2 separate regions of the Arachis hypogaea genome follow, and region 2 is linked to region 1. The links are chromatin contacts, called in public Hi-C maps. All regions are on one chromosome and are shown on one strand. The core of a region is the stretch at or near the end of the contact, and the rest is flanking DNA. Distances in the headings are between cores, read along the strand shown. Region 1 holds the start of LOC112711505 (polyadenylation and cleavage factor homolog 4). Region 2 holds the start of LOC112711524 (SEC12-like protein 1).

Region 1 (6,531 bases), core at 1,807-4,306:
CAAGAATCGGTCCATGAAAATCATATTCCCCAAAGTGATTAGCAAAGGGTTGTTGATTATTAATTGCTGGTAAAGATTGCAATTGAGCTTCAATATTACTTAGGACAGAGGGAGGAAAGATCTTTGACCAGGTACCAATGAGACGTTGCAGAACAGAATGTAGATTAGGCTGGACCTGTCTGTATGCCTCACAGTAAACCTTGGCACACAATAGAATTGTTTCAATCTTTCAATAACAGAATAAAATAAAAATGAAATATAAGCAGAAATAAGCATGCTCTAATTAACCTACTTGAGGTAGACGTAAAGAGAAGTATTTAACATATTCCTGGCCAAAATTCTTCACAATGCTGTCCAGAAGATAGAGAGAAGGATGTTTTTTATCAGCAGGCACCTGGCAGAGGATAGAATTAAACAATTGAGGAACCATATAAACAACCGAGATTTAAATAATATTATAGCTTAGCTTTACTAATTTTCTACGGCACAAATATCAGCATTGTTATTTGCTAAATCAGAACTCAGGAACTTTTTTTTATGTGGCTGTAGGGGAAGTGATCCCTGAAAATCAACCTTAACAAGATAAACCTTAAACCTTAACACATGTTCTTAATTACTCTGCCCCTGAGATCAATATACGAGATACAGCTAGGGCGTGCCCCAACTTCACATGTATGCTTAGAATTTCGTTCCAGTTCAGTCAAGACCTGAAATGCGTTGTTTTATTCTTAGGTCTTAAACTCACTTTCGTCCTTTCTATAGGATTCATGTGCCAATTGCTAGTTATCCGGGAAGTTATGTTATCCTAAAATTCTCTGTTCTTAGTTGAATAATAATAATAATAATTAATGATTTAGAATCCATTCTCTCTTGCGGAAAACCCACGCAAATAAATCAAAGGCAAGAACGGATGGAACGATAAAGCCTGTTGGAATTGGAAGTAATGACTTTTTCTCGTATTCGCAATCAAATAAGACCGTAAAGCAAATAAAAAATAAAATATAAAATAAGATTGGAAAAGAAAAATAAAACTTAAATGCTGATATATAGGTAACTGCCAAAATTGAAACAACGCCAATAGAGGGACAACTTTCGACCCCAATAAAAGAAGAGTTCTTTCGTTACAAATGGCGCGAAAAGGTGATAACTTTCCGCAGCAATGGAGACAGACCTCAAGAATCCGGTTGCAAATGGCATCGGCGATGCCCTTGGCGTGTTTCCGCTGCTGGCCAGCAATGATAGTGAGATCGGTAATGATGGGATTCACATTGGAGGTGAGTTCTGACAACAATAGCCCATACGTCCGAACAATTTCTTCGGTAGAGAAAGCCTTGAGGTAGCTTTGGCGCCGTGGAAGTAAGGCGTTAAACTGGTCCACGAGCATGGAAGGAGAAGGCTGGTGCGTGATACCATTCGCCATTTGTATTCTAGCTGCTGGGTGCACAATAGAATTTTAGAGAATTTTTAAATTTGACGAAGGAGAACTGGAGTTATATCAAATTGAGAGAAGATTATATTGGATGAGATGTAAACAGGATTGTGGCCTCTAAATAACTATTTATCAAGGTTCTGAAAACCGGACTGGTAATCAAAACATAAATCTTACAATCACTAATTGCACATTTTTTCTTCATAAGAAGAGAACAATGAAAACATAAAGCATATAATAAATCAAAAGATCACCAATTGCAAATTTTTTAATAAGAACAGAAGTTAGAACAGTGAAAAATCAAGAAAGATTAACAAATTCAAGATTAACAAAGCTCATCACAATGATTAACAACATAAAAAAGAGCAATGAAGGCACAGTGAATCAATAACATAGGCAGTGCAAATTCAAGAAACTTTAATAAAATTTAACAACAGAAACAGACAGTAAGGCTGTAATAGAGTTATCAATTTAAAATTTATCATCAAATACAATCAGTGAGCAAAACCAATCAACCAAGCACTGACTGGTCATTCGGGAAAAAAAAATAAAAAAAAATCAAAAGAACATTTAAATCACAGCAAAAACACAACAACAGCAATAGGAACATTTAAAAACGAAGCAACCCAAAAAAATATCTAAAAATCACCATTGCTGAAAACAATGATTTGATACGTGTATGCTCAAAGAATTAAAAGATAAGCTTACAGGAAAGTGAAGAATACCCAAACCAAAGAACCTTCAATCACAGCTTAAACCAAGAAAAAAATTAAAGATAAAAGAAAAACAACAGAACAACAACACAAGAACAATTAGCAAATTAACAGTTAAACTAATGCAAATGGAATCATCATGCTAATATGTTTTCCACAGAGATGCTATTTGTGCACCTAAACTTTCCTAATTACTAAGATCCAATTATTCTTAATTTCACATGCAATCAACTTACTAAGTTTCTAAAAGCTAGAAATTATAAAACCAACCAGAATTATTGTTAAAGCATTTCATCAAACATGTTGAGTGCAGTAAAATTAAAACGAAATAAGAGAATTCAAAACTTAATATCAATGTGATAGAGAAGAGAACGTAACAATTGTATAATCTATGGAAAAAAAAATCCAAACCACTACCAAATCAAATAGTTCCTTGTTGTAATAGAAATCAGAAGTTGCAGAGTTTGAAGCAGAGTATTGGTGAGGGTTTAGGGAACTCACGGCGGGCGACAAAAGAGAGCAATTTCGACAGCTAGGTGGAGCGCGCGGGTTGGTCGCAGAGTTTGAAGGAGAGCAACGTGGCTTCCAGACGAACGCTATAATGCGAACTCGAACAGTGAACGGCGAGTGAACGCGAACGGTGAACGCCGAGCGACCGCGAACGGCGAAGAACGCGAAGGAAGACGACGGCTGAACGAAGAGGCGAACGTGAACGGCAAACAAACGGCGGCGGAAGCGCGTCTGAGCAGACAAAGAGAAGGTCTGGCCGTATGGATTTGGGACAGGGGAAGGAGGAGGCCGCGAAGACGCCGACAACTACGGACGGCGGCGGCGGTTCCGTTGACGAAGCTGGGTTTTAGGTTTGGAACCTTAGGGCTTGAGTGTGACAGTGCGTGTTTCGAAGGAGGGGTGTTTGGTGTTTTTTGGGGGTAGGGGGTGTTATATATATCCGAGTGATAGACTCGCGTGGGGCGGTGGGGCGGTGGGGGACTGTGGGTGGGTTTTTTTTTTGTTTATTTTTTTTTTGTTTTAAATGAAAACGCGCATCTTTTAAGAATCCGTTGGTTTTCGTTCCGGTTCAACAATTTTTTAACGGTATAGAAAATGATGGTTTTAAGAGGAGGATCGAACCACTTTTCACTTCGGTTTTATGTTAAACCAATTCGACCGGTTGATTCGATCTGATTTTTAAAACATTGCTATTTATAAAATTCTAAGTCCTCCCACCTAATACCCTATGTTGTTGCGGTTCGCGTGAAATCAACGTATTTTCGAATTTTCATAATCATTTTCTTTTTTTTCGATTATTATAGATGGTGAATTCTACTGTAAAGATGTAACGTTGTGTAGATATACAGAGATGGTCTTATGGATGACACGTGTTCCTAGTGTCTTCCATGAGAGAGCAAGTTCTACTGTAGTAAGTTTTTTGGGTTTGCATTCTTCATTTGTAGTCAGCCGTCTTATTGTCAACGAGGATACGATGTGCATGAGCTCCTTAATGTTATCGGACTAGGCCTCTTTTTTTACAATGTCAGTGATGTATTCTTTTTAAAGGGAGTGGAACTGTTTTGAATTAGAATAAACGATTTGACTTTTTCTTAGTATTTATACATGTGAATTTAAAGTGAAGGAGTTTTTTTGTTAATAAAATTAGGTGGAGAAATAAAACCCTAAAGATGAGGGGTTCCACCGAAAAAGGACAAAAAAAAGTTTGTAGTAATAAAAGCATATTAGAATTAGGTAGGAATGGCAAAATTCCCCGAGACTCGGGAATCTTTGTAGGGACTGCCTCGAATAGAGATCCGACTGTAGGGGATTTTCTCCGCGGGAATGGGGATGAGGAGCAAAACTCTCCCGAGACAGGCGCGAAAACTCGAACGGGGATTCCCGCCCCGTCCCCGCTAACTCCGAAATTCACAAATTTACTTAATTGTCCTTAATAGTTTATTTCTCATATATGTTTTTTAGTCATTTCACATTCCATATATATATATAAAGACCCAAAATTCTAAATCCTTATTTGCATAACTCTTCTTCAATTCATAGATCCCTAGCGTCGTCTATACTCCATCCAACCTCCACTCCCTCACCACTCTCCCGTCTCACCACATTGTATGCCCTCACCATTCCATCACCCTCACCACGTCGTTCTCTATATTCATGGCATTCATTTTCACAACTCTGTCATCGTATTCATTCTTTTCTCTGCTGTCGTATCCCCCACCTCGTTCACTGCTTTGTGCTCTGGCTTGTCATGGCGTCCCCTACTGCATCATTTTGAAAAAAGTTACTATCTTGTCGTTTTGACTTTTTGTACAAAATCTTGGCGTTTTGTATAGGATGTATACTTTTATCTCTATTTCTATGAAAATTAATAATTAGTTAAAATTATCAAAGAGATAGAGAATGGGGTCCTTGGGAGAATAGGACCCTGTGAAGAATGGGGATAGAGAATAATTTTCTTTTATAATAGAAAATGGAAACAGAAATGGAGAGTAAATCTAGAGGCAAAAATGGGGGAGTAGGAAGGCATCCCCGCACCCACCCTATCTCGTTGATATCCCTAGAATTAAGTTACTTTTATCACCTTTACTCTTTTAGAATATATTGAAGTGAATTGCAATTTTAAGATAAAATTAAAAGAAAGTAATTTTTTATTTTTCAATTTATGAGTTTTTTAATATTTTTTCTGTTACACAAGTATCAGACAAAAATATTTTTTATATTTATTTAATAATAAATAAGATCTATTTTCTTTTATAAAAAATATTATATATACGCTTATATATGATTTCTTTTATTTTATTATATGTGTAATACAATTGAATTTACATACGTTTTAAGAAAAAATATCAATAATTTAATTTTTGAATCGAGTTAGAATGGAACTATATACTTTTTTTGGAAGGAATGAGTCTTTTAATTTGACAATTTTTTATTATATTAATTTTATAATGAAATGAGATGAGACATTGATATTTGATAGAAATAAAATAATATATTTAATATTGTATTTTTTTTTAAGATTTTTTTGTTATAAAGTTTATTTTAATTTTGTTAAGAATTTTTTTAATAACTTTGAAGTAAAAAATTCTAAATCCATCACAAAGATAACGTGTTTTTAAAAAAAGTTATGTGGATATGAAACATAAAAGATAATTTACCTTAACAAATGATTGAAATTCAAATAAAATTACACATATGTCTTTTATTGGAGTTTGATTATACATCTATCCTATTTGAATTTTTGTAAATTAAATAAGCTAAGTTCAATTTGCACGTATACACATAAATAGAATCATACAAATTCTTTTTATACTCAAAAGCTTAAATCTATGTAAATTAAATTAAATCAATTCAATTTAATAGTATAGAAGAAATAGTACTTCGCTTTTAAAAATCTAGGATTTTGGTCATAAAAAATTGAAACAGCCCAATTTAATTTATAATAGTAAATCGAATTACTCCAATTTAATTTACTAAGATTAATTTACATTATTAACACCCTAATTCGATTTAGTTTTATGTTGCCTATTTAAGATTCGACTTGGAGCATCTAAGAGAAGAATAAGACTGAACACCATTTCATTAATTATAGAAATTTAAATAAATTCTTTAAATATTTAAAGGTATTAATCATATTAAATAATTTAATATATTAAAGTATTTAATAAATTTTAATTTTTTTATATAAAAATATTTTAGGTACTATTTACATGTATAAATTAATTTTAATATATAAATTTTAAATATATCAATAATATGATTGAAATAGTTATCATTTAAACTGACTTGAATTATCTCGATTAATTTTTTTTATAAGTTTTGAATTTTGATAAGAATCTTGTTTTTTAATTAATAGTTATGCGGTATATATATATATATATATATATATATATATATATGTGTGTGTGCGCGCGCGCGCGCGCATGTGTGTATACGTGTGTGGGCATTTAATCAAGAAAGAAGAAATTAATATGATAACAAAAATAAAAAGTTAATTTTCTAGAAAAAAAAGATAAAAAATAAATTTGTTTTTTCTATCATAAATATTATAACAAAAATAAACTTTTTAATTGATGAAAGATATAAAATCATTTTTTTATTTTTTTATATTTTTTAAAGAATTCAGTTATACAAATATTAATATATGATATAATTTTTTATATTCTTATTTAAAAGTGCTATATTTTGTACAAATTAATTATTTTAAATAAAATATAATTGACAAGACCATAATTTATATGAAATAGTAGTTCAAGCAATTAATAAAAAAATATTATCTTAACATATAAAAAATATGAAAAAATTTTTCAAAAGTTTTAAAACATCATAAAACAAAGAAAAAAAAAACTTCAATTTAAAAACACTATTCTTCACAGCTTT
Region 2 (6,531 bases), core at 2,850-5,349, 400 kb after region 1:
GGCCGCGATGAAGATATAATTTATATACAAAATAAGTAAAAATGTAAAACAACTATTCTTATAGGGTGCAAACAGGGAACATGGAATTCGCTCAAAGATGAAATTCATGCTATCCAATATCCATTTAGTATTCAAGAAAGTAACTTCTCTTGCCATCTTTTAGAAATCTTTGTCACCAAATATTGCTCAACACTTGTTTCTTTTTGTTACAATATGTCCTTGGTTAACATATTCTCAGTAAAATCTAGATTTCAGCTTTGTAAGCATCATACAGGCTACTAGGCTAATAACAATTCTCTTTCGAATAAATTATATCCCAGCTAGCATCCAGAATTTCTTCCTTGCTTTGCCGAAAGAAAACGAAAATAAGAGGTTTCACCAATTAAATCAAGGTTGACATGAATCCGTAATTCAATGCATGTTCCGATTTAGAAGGAATAGCTTAATCCTACCCGTGTTCATGATGCTCACTATTATTACAAAGGCCCCAAACTGAACCGATAATGCATAGAGAATTTACCTTTCGGTGGGACAAAACTCGAGCGTTGCAATATTGGTACCGAGGTGTAGTCTCTTGCTATAATGGTGTATCTGCATTTTCTTTACTTCAACTACACATATATCTCCATCTTTACTTCCCCTGAAATATAGAATGCTGATGAGTTGAACTGCTGGAGACATATATCACAGATTGTAATAATAAAACGACCTTCAAAGTGTCTTGATCGAAATGGTTATAGTAATTGATAGGTTACCAATGTGCTATAGTTACTTTACATTTCATTTTCAATAGTTTTAGGGGAAAAACAACCGCATACACTTCTTTTACGAGCCAAATTTTCACACCGAAAAAAAAAGAAAGAATAAAAAAGGAGAGGTTTATGAAGGCAACAACCCTAGCACCCAAGCTACCAGCTGCACTAATAGCAAAAATACCAAACACATTTAGATAAAGAAAAAGAAAATCCTTTCTCAAAAACTTGTACATAAATACCATGCAAAACTCTACCAACCAATAATGCTACTGCAAGGAAAATACTTCAAAGAATTTAACAAGAAGGCTATGGAAATACATGCAATTCACCAGTAGGAAAGATAAATGGATCACATAACCATTAGGAATGTGTGATAAGGTAGAATATTAAGCTATTTAGAAAAAGTAAAAAAGACAAAGAACATGAAAACTGAATTTGTTTCATAACAATGCTCTTTAAGCCTATTCTCACTCTTATACACTTCAAATGTTTAGTTTTGATCCTGAATAAGAAGTTTGTGTATGCAAAGGCGTAACTCGTGCTAAATGGATGTATCCTGATCAACATGTTAGATTACAATCTTTTACATCAGATAATTCATGGGGGAAACCAATAAAGCATTCCCTCTAACCTGATTGCCTAGCAAAAGTTGACATTGCATAAGGTCATATAAAATAACAACAAAAGTCAGAAGGTAACCGTAGGTACTTACATAGAAAGGTATTTCCCGTCGTGGCTAATGGCCATTACTGAAGCAGACTTTCTAAGTAGCCTCTTATGACCAATTTTATTCCAATTGCTTATGTCCCAAACTCCAGTCAATGACTTATCGCCTGCTCAGAGATAGAAGGATATCTGTAATAAAGCTCTCGCATTCTTGATCGCAACATATTAATAGGATATAGTACATGATTGAAAAAAGACACTCATATACCTTTTTGAATGGCACAAAATAAGAATGGCTTGGTTCCGTCCTTGGAAAATCGACATAGTTCAATCTTTTCATCCTACAGAGATGAAAAAATAAACTTCAGATCAAGTGATACAAGTGTGCTTTGTGCATATGTAATATGCCATGAAGTTCTAAAGACAAAAGCACTATACCGAGTTGCGAGACAAGGTGGTTAGAGGAACACCATCTTCAATCTTCCAGATTCTTGCAGAGCCATCAGTAGAAGTTGAAGCAAGGAATTCTGAGTCTAGACTGAATGATGATACAACCAAGCAATGTAATCAGATTTCTTTTTCAAAGCATGGTACAAGTACAACCAAGCAATTTAAGAGATGAACATAACTATTTTATGTCCAAGAACAAATTCAACAACAAAAATGGTTTTTCAAACTAGCTGGTACGACAGCTACCTTCAGCTAGCAATACTTTTCCAATGCTGAAAGTAATGTATTAAAGTGCAAATTAAACTGGGAAATATATCTTGTAATTAGTGTCAGTAATTGGCTCTACTATCAGTATTGGGAATAAGATATTTATTATGAAACTATATTAGACTTGTTAAAAAAATATCTGAATAATCAAATTATCAATGGTAAGGCTGAACATGCACAAAAAATGAACCACATGGGATGAACTCCAAATAAGATTTCACTAGCTACTAATCAAGTTTTAATTGCTATTCTACTGGTTGCAAGGGTTAATGCATCCGTTTGACTCGTTGAGTATTCCTACCTGAAATCCATATCCCGCACAGATTTGTGTGCTCTTGGTTCATCCAAAATGTTGTTCATGCTAGGCCACTCCATAATTCTGATATGCCCGTCCTGTACTTGTTCCAGACAGAATTCAAACATACAAGATCAAACTCTAGAAACGAACGCTAGAAATGCCACACAACAAAGAAACACAATTGAACTCAATGGATTTCAAAGTGATACTTACTGACCCACCGGTGGCAAATTTAGATCCATCAACACTAAAAGTAATGCAGTTTTGAGAACCGATGTTCTGCAGAGGGGCCAGTTCTTTGGCCAACAGCTTCATTTTTGTTTCATTACCATACAGCTCAAACAATCTGCATGAGCACATAGAAATACGTCGACTTATATTTGATTTCTCAGTTAACTAAAAGTGAAATATAAGCTAATCATGCTTAAGAAGCAACTATGGCTATTGTCAAGCATTCCCCTACTCCAAGGAAACTAGAACAAGAAACCATCAAAATAGTATGGTAAATTGATATAAGGTATCGGAATTCTGATTGTGAGATTATTGAAAGTGACAGTAACTGCAACTATGAAATGCAAAATTGAGATAAATCATTAAAGAACTTTTCAACCAATAAATTCAGATAATAGTTTAAATCTCGAAGCTCATAAGTAAAGACACTTACTTGCAGCTACCATTGCTGAGAGAGCACACAAAATCGTCCCCACTGGGATGGACAGCAATAGCAACTGGATCACCATCCACTGCTTCAAACACAAATGTGGTCTGAAAATTAAATTAAGAAAAAAAAATATCAACCAAAAAAGCTAATTAGAACAAAATCTCCTCTCAGACTTCACATGAATTCATGAAACCACAAAGTCAACACATAAAACAGTTCTCAACAACACAAATTCTCCACAATAATTCTTCGGCTTAAAATCTTCAACATATTCATTCTTCAAACAAGTAATTCATATACAAATATATACTCATTTAGTGTTATCAACAAATATATACAACATATATATATACATAGTCATATGGAACATATTTTGAGAAAAGGTGTGGGGGGAATACCAGAGGTTTGGAAGACAAAGAAGTGGTTTTGGGATCAAAGGAGAAAATTTGAAGCAGAGAAGGGCAAGAACTTCCGCGCCTTGACCTTCCAATAACAACCTGATTAAGGTTGTCGGGCCTCCGTATCCACGACCCGCATGTAACCGGACCCTGAGGGGACCCATCACCGTTCTCCATGGTTATGTCTCTGGGAAAATTCCAAGTTCGATTCTTTTCTCAATTGGAGTGCCAGAAATACTGAAGCTCTTTTCTGAGATCAATGAATTGGGAAGTTTGGAGGGATTTTATATTGAAAAAATATCTGAGAGAGAGAGAGAGCGTGTGTATGTGAAAGAGCAAAGTCAGCGGAAGCAAAGTAAGGACACAAGGGATTTAGTGTTTCTTTAATAAGAGAAATTGTTGCAGTTCACACGAGGTTTATTATGCCACATGTTGAAGAACCAGACATGTCTCTAGTTGGTGTTTCTTGAATCTGTTGTTGTGTTACTTTAATGTGGTTGATGATGGGGAACAAAATTGGGTTAAGATATCATTCAGATTTAAGAGGCGTTTGTTTGGCTAAAGGTTACTGTTATTAGAAAGATCACTTTATCTTTTTTCTTTTTTTTAATTTTTGAAAAGAGAAAGATGATATCATCTTTTAAATATTAAATTTAATTTTAATATATTATAAATATAAAACAGTTTTATACATATTTTTAATTACTTTACATCATATCAATAAAAATAATTATTTTTTTATTAATTTTGTGAATAGTTATTTAAAAAAATATATATAATTAAACAATTTTATAAAATATTTTATACTATTAATTCATCAAAAAATATTATTTATATACTAAAATTAATTATTAAAATAAATTATTAATATATTTATATATAAATATATGTATAATTTAATTTATTTTTAATATATATTTATATTTTAATATATATTTTATATTAGTCATTTATTTTAATAGCTGATTTAGAAAAAGGGATGAGTGATAAATCCAATGATTAATGATAGAATGGAGGGAGTTGTCAACGATGCGGTTGTGGATATTCGGTGTAAGATTACGCGGCATTAGCAACAAGAAAAATCATTGGTGTGTTGTGTGCCCAATGCTCACAAATGACAATACAAAATGGAAGAGCACCAACTTTCCTTACACTATCCTTAGTTTAAGGAAAAATAAGAGAGAAGAAAAAGGAGGAAAGGAAAATGAATAAAAAAAAATTTTTTTTGGATGTTAAAGAAGTTGGGAAGGAAGAAAAATTTGTATGTGGGTTTTATCAAAACAAATTTCCATCCATTACAAGTAAGAAAATAAGAAAAAAATATTATTGTTTGTGTATTTACAATATTATTTATAGTGTTTGTTTAAGTATTATAAAGTTGATAAAAAAAGACTTTTTTTTCAATAATTTTTTTTTATTTTTTAGTATATTTGGTAAATTTTTAGAAGTAAAAATAAAAATTTTAGAAAAAAAAATCTTTTTTAAGAAGTTATAATTTATATTTATTTGGATATCATTAAATCGATTAAAAAAAAATTTTCAATGAAAAATATTTTTTATTGTATTTATCAAATTTCTAATAGTAAAAATAAAAGTACTAGAAAAATTTAAAAAAAAAATTGAGAAGTTACAATTTATATTTTTTAAAAATGTTTTTCTTAAAAAAAAGATATTTTTCACATAATAAATGAATAAAAAAATAATTTTTATTTTACCCAAATATAATTGATAAATAAAAAAATCTTTTTACATGAGATATTTAAATATAAAATCACTTTTATTTTTTTAAAATGGCGTCCAAACAAGCCCATTATATCTTTTTTTTAAAAGATCTTTATTTTTTTAAAAAGATATTTTTTACATAATAAATAAACAAAAAAATACTTTTATATTGTTATACCCAAACATAATTGATAGATAGATAAAAAGATATTTTTGCATAACATATCCAAATATAATTTTTTTTTTTACTTTTCCAAAAAATCTTTTTAAAAAAGATGACTCAAAAAAATATCTTTTCTTAAAAACTTACCCAAACAAGTTCTATAATTATATTATTATTAATAATGATCAATATAAATTTAATTTTAATAATTTTAATATATTATTATAATAAAAATTTACATTTAAACATTATATATGTATTACATAAAAAATTTAAATCATATATGTAAAATTATAACATTTTATAATATTCATAAAATGAAATAAAACATAAATAAATAAAAATATTTATACTTTATTTTATTATAAAGATATTAATGTAATTTTATATCATTATGATTTTTTTTATTTTTTTCATCCAAACAAAAAAAATCTCTATTTTTTTTATTCATTTTTTTTATCCAAACAACACACAAATAACTTTACATTTTCTTTTATTTTTTTCTCTTTTCATTTTTTTAATTTTATTTTATTTTCCATATCTAAACAAATTATTAGTGTCCATCCAATTTCATATTAGACTATTTACTATTTAGGATCAAATTTCAATTTGGGTATTATTATCGAATGTAAAATTCCATTTACATGACCGTATTTTTTATTGTATGCTAGATGATTTTAATGCAAAGTAAAACTTACTTATTTCGATAAACAAAATACATTTATAATTATTTCATTTACAATATAAAAAAGATAAGTCATGTGATGCAAATTGATAAATATATTATAAATATATATTTCGATAAATAAAATAATTAAATTATTTATTAAAAAATCCAATAATACGATACACATTTTAGTTTACATATAGTTCATTTTTATTGTTAATTTTTCCTGTGGTTTAACAATTTGTCAAGGTGAGACTGTGGAGGGACAGTGGAAGAGAAAAGAGAGGTAGTCTAATTGGGAGTGTCCCACAATTATTTTTCAATTTTCTAAAAGATTGAAATCTATTTTTTTACCAAAAATAAAAAAGAAAAAAGGAAAAGAAATGATTAAAATAGTACTTAAAACAAAAACATCGTCCAAAACCTTTCCTCTAGAATATAAATCTTTTAAACATGCGAATATGAAGTTTTATGCTGCAAGCGA

What was found. Hi-C and Micro-C count contacts between places; a contact is called where the count stands out from the background.
Region 2: a Hi-C map of leaf shows a contact between it and region 1, with 10 times the contacts expected there. The contact joins the promoter of LOC112711524 here to the promoter of LOC112711505 in region 1. A contact is called at or near these places in 2 of 8 Hi-C or Micro-C datasets (leaf and an unstated tissue).

Annotation. Positions count from the first base shown.
Region 1 is chr9:106,099,033-106,105,563 of arahy.Tifrunner.gnm2.J5K5, forward strand. It overlaps LOC112711505 (polyadenylation and cleavage factor homolog 4), which reads right to left and starts at 3,057. Exons shown (of 7, transcript XM_025764177.3): 1 at 2,644-3,057; 2 at 1,172-1,431; 3 at 293-394; 4 at 1-199. The coding sequence starts at 1,420.
Region 2 is chr9:106,498,018-106,504,548 of arahy.Tifrunner.gnm2.J5K5, forward strand. LOC112711524 (SEC12-like protein 1) reads right to left here and starts at 4,100. Exons shown (of 10, transcript XM_025764200.3): 1 at 3,496-4,100; 2 at 3,101-3,201; 3 at 2,650-2,782; 4 at 2,440-2,531; 5 at 1,860-1,959; 6 at 1,690-1,762; 7 at 1,468-1,588; 8 at 521-640. The coding sequence starts at 3,672.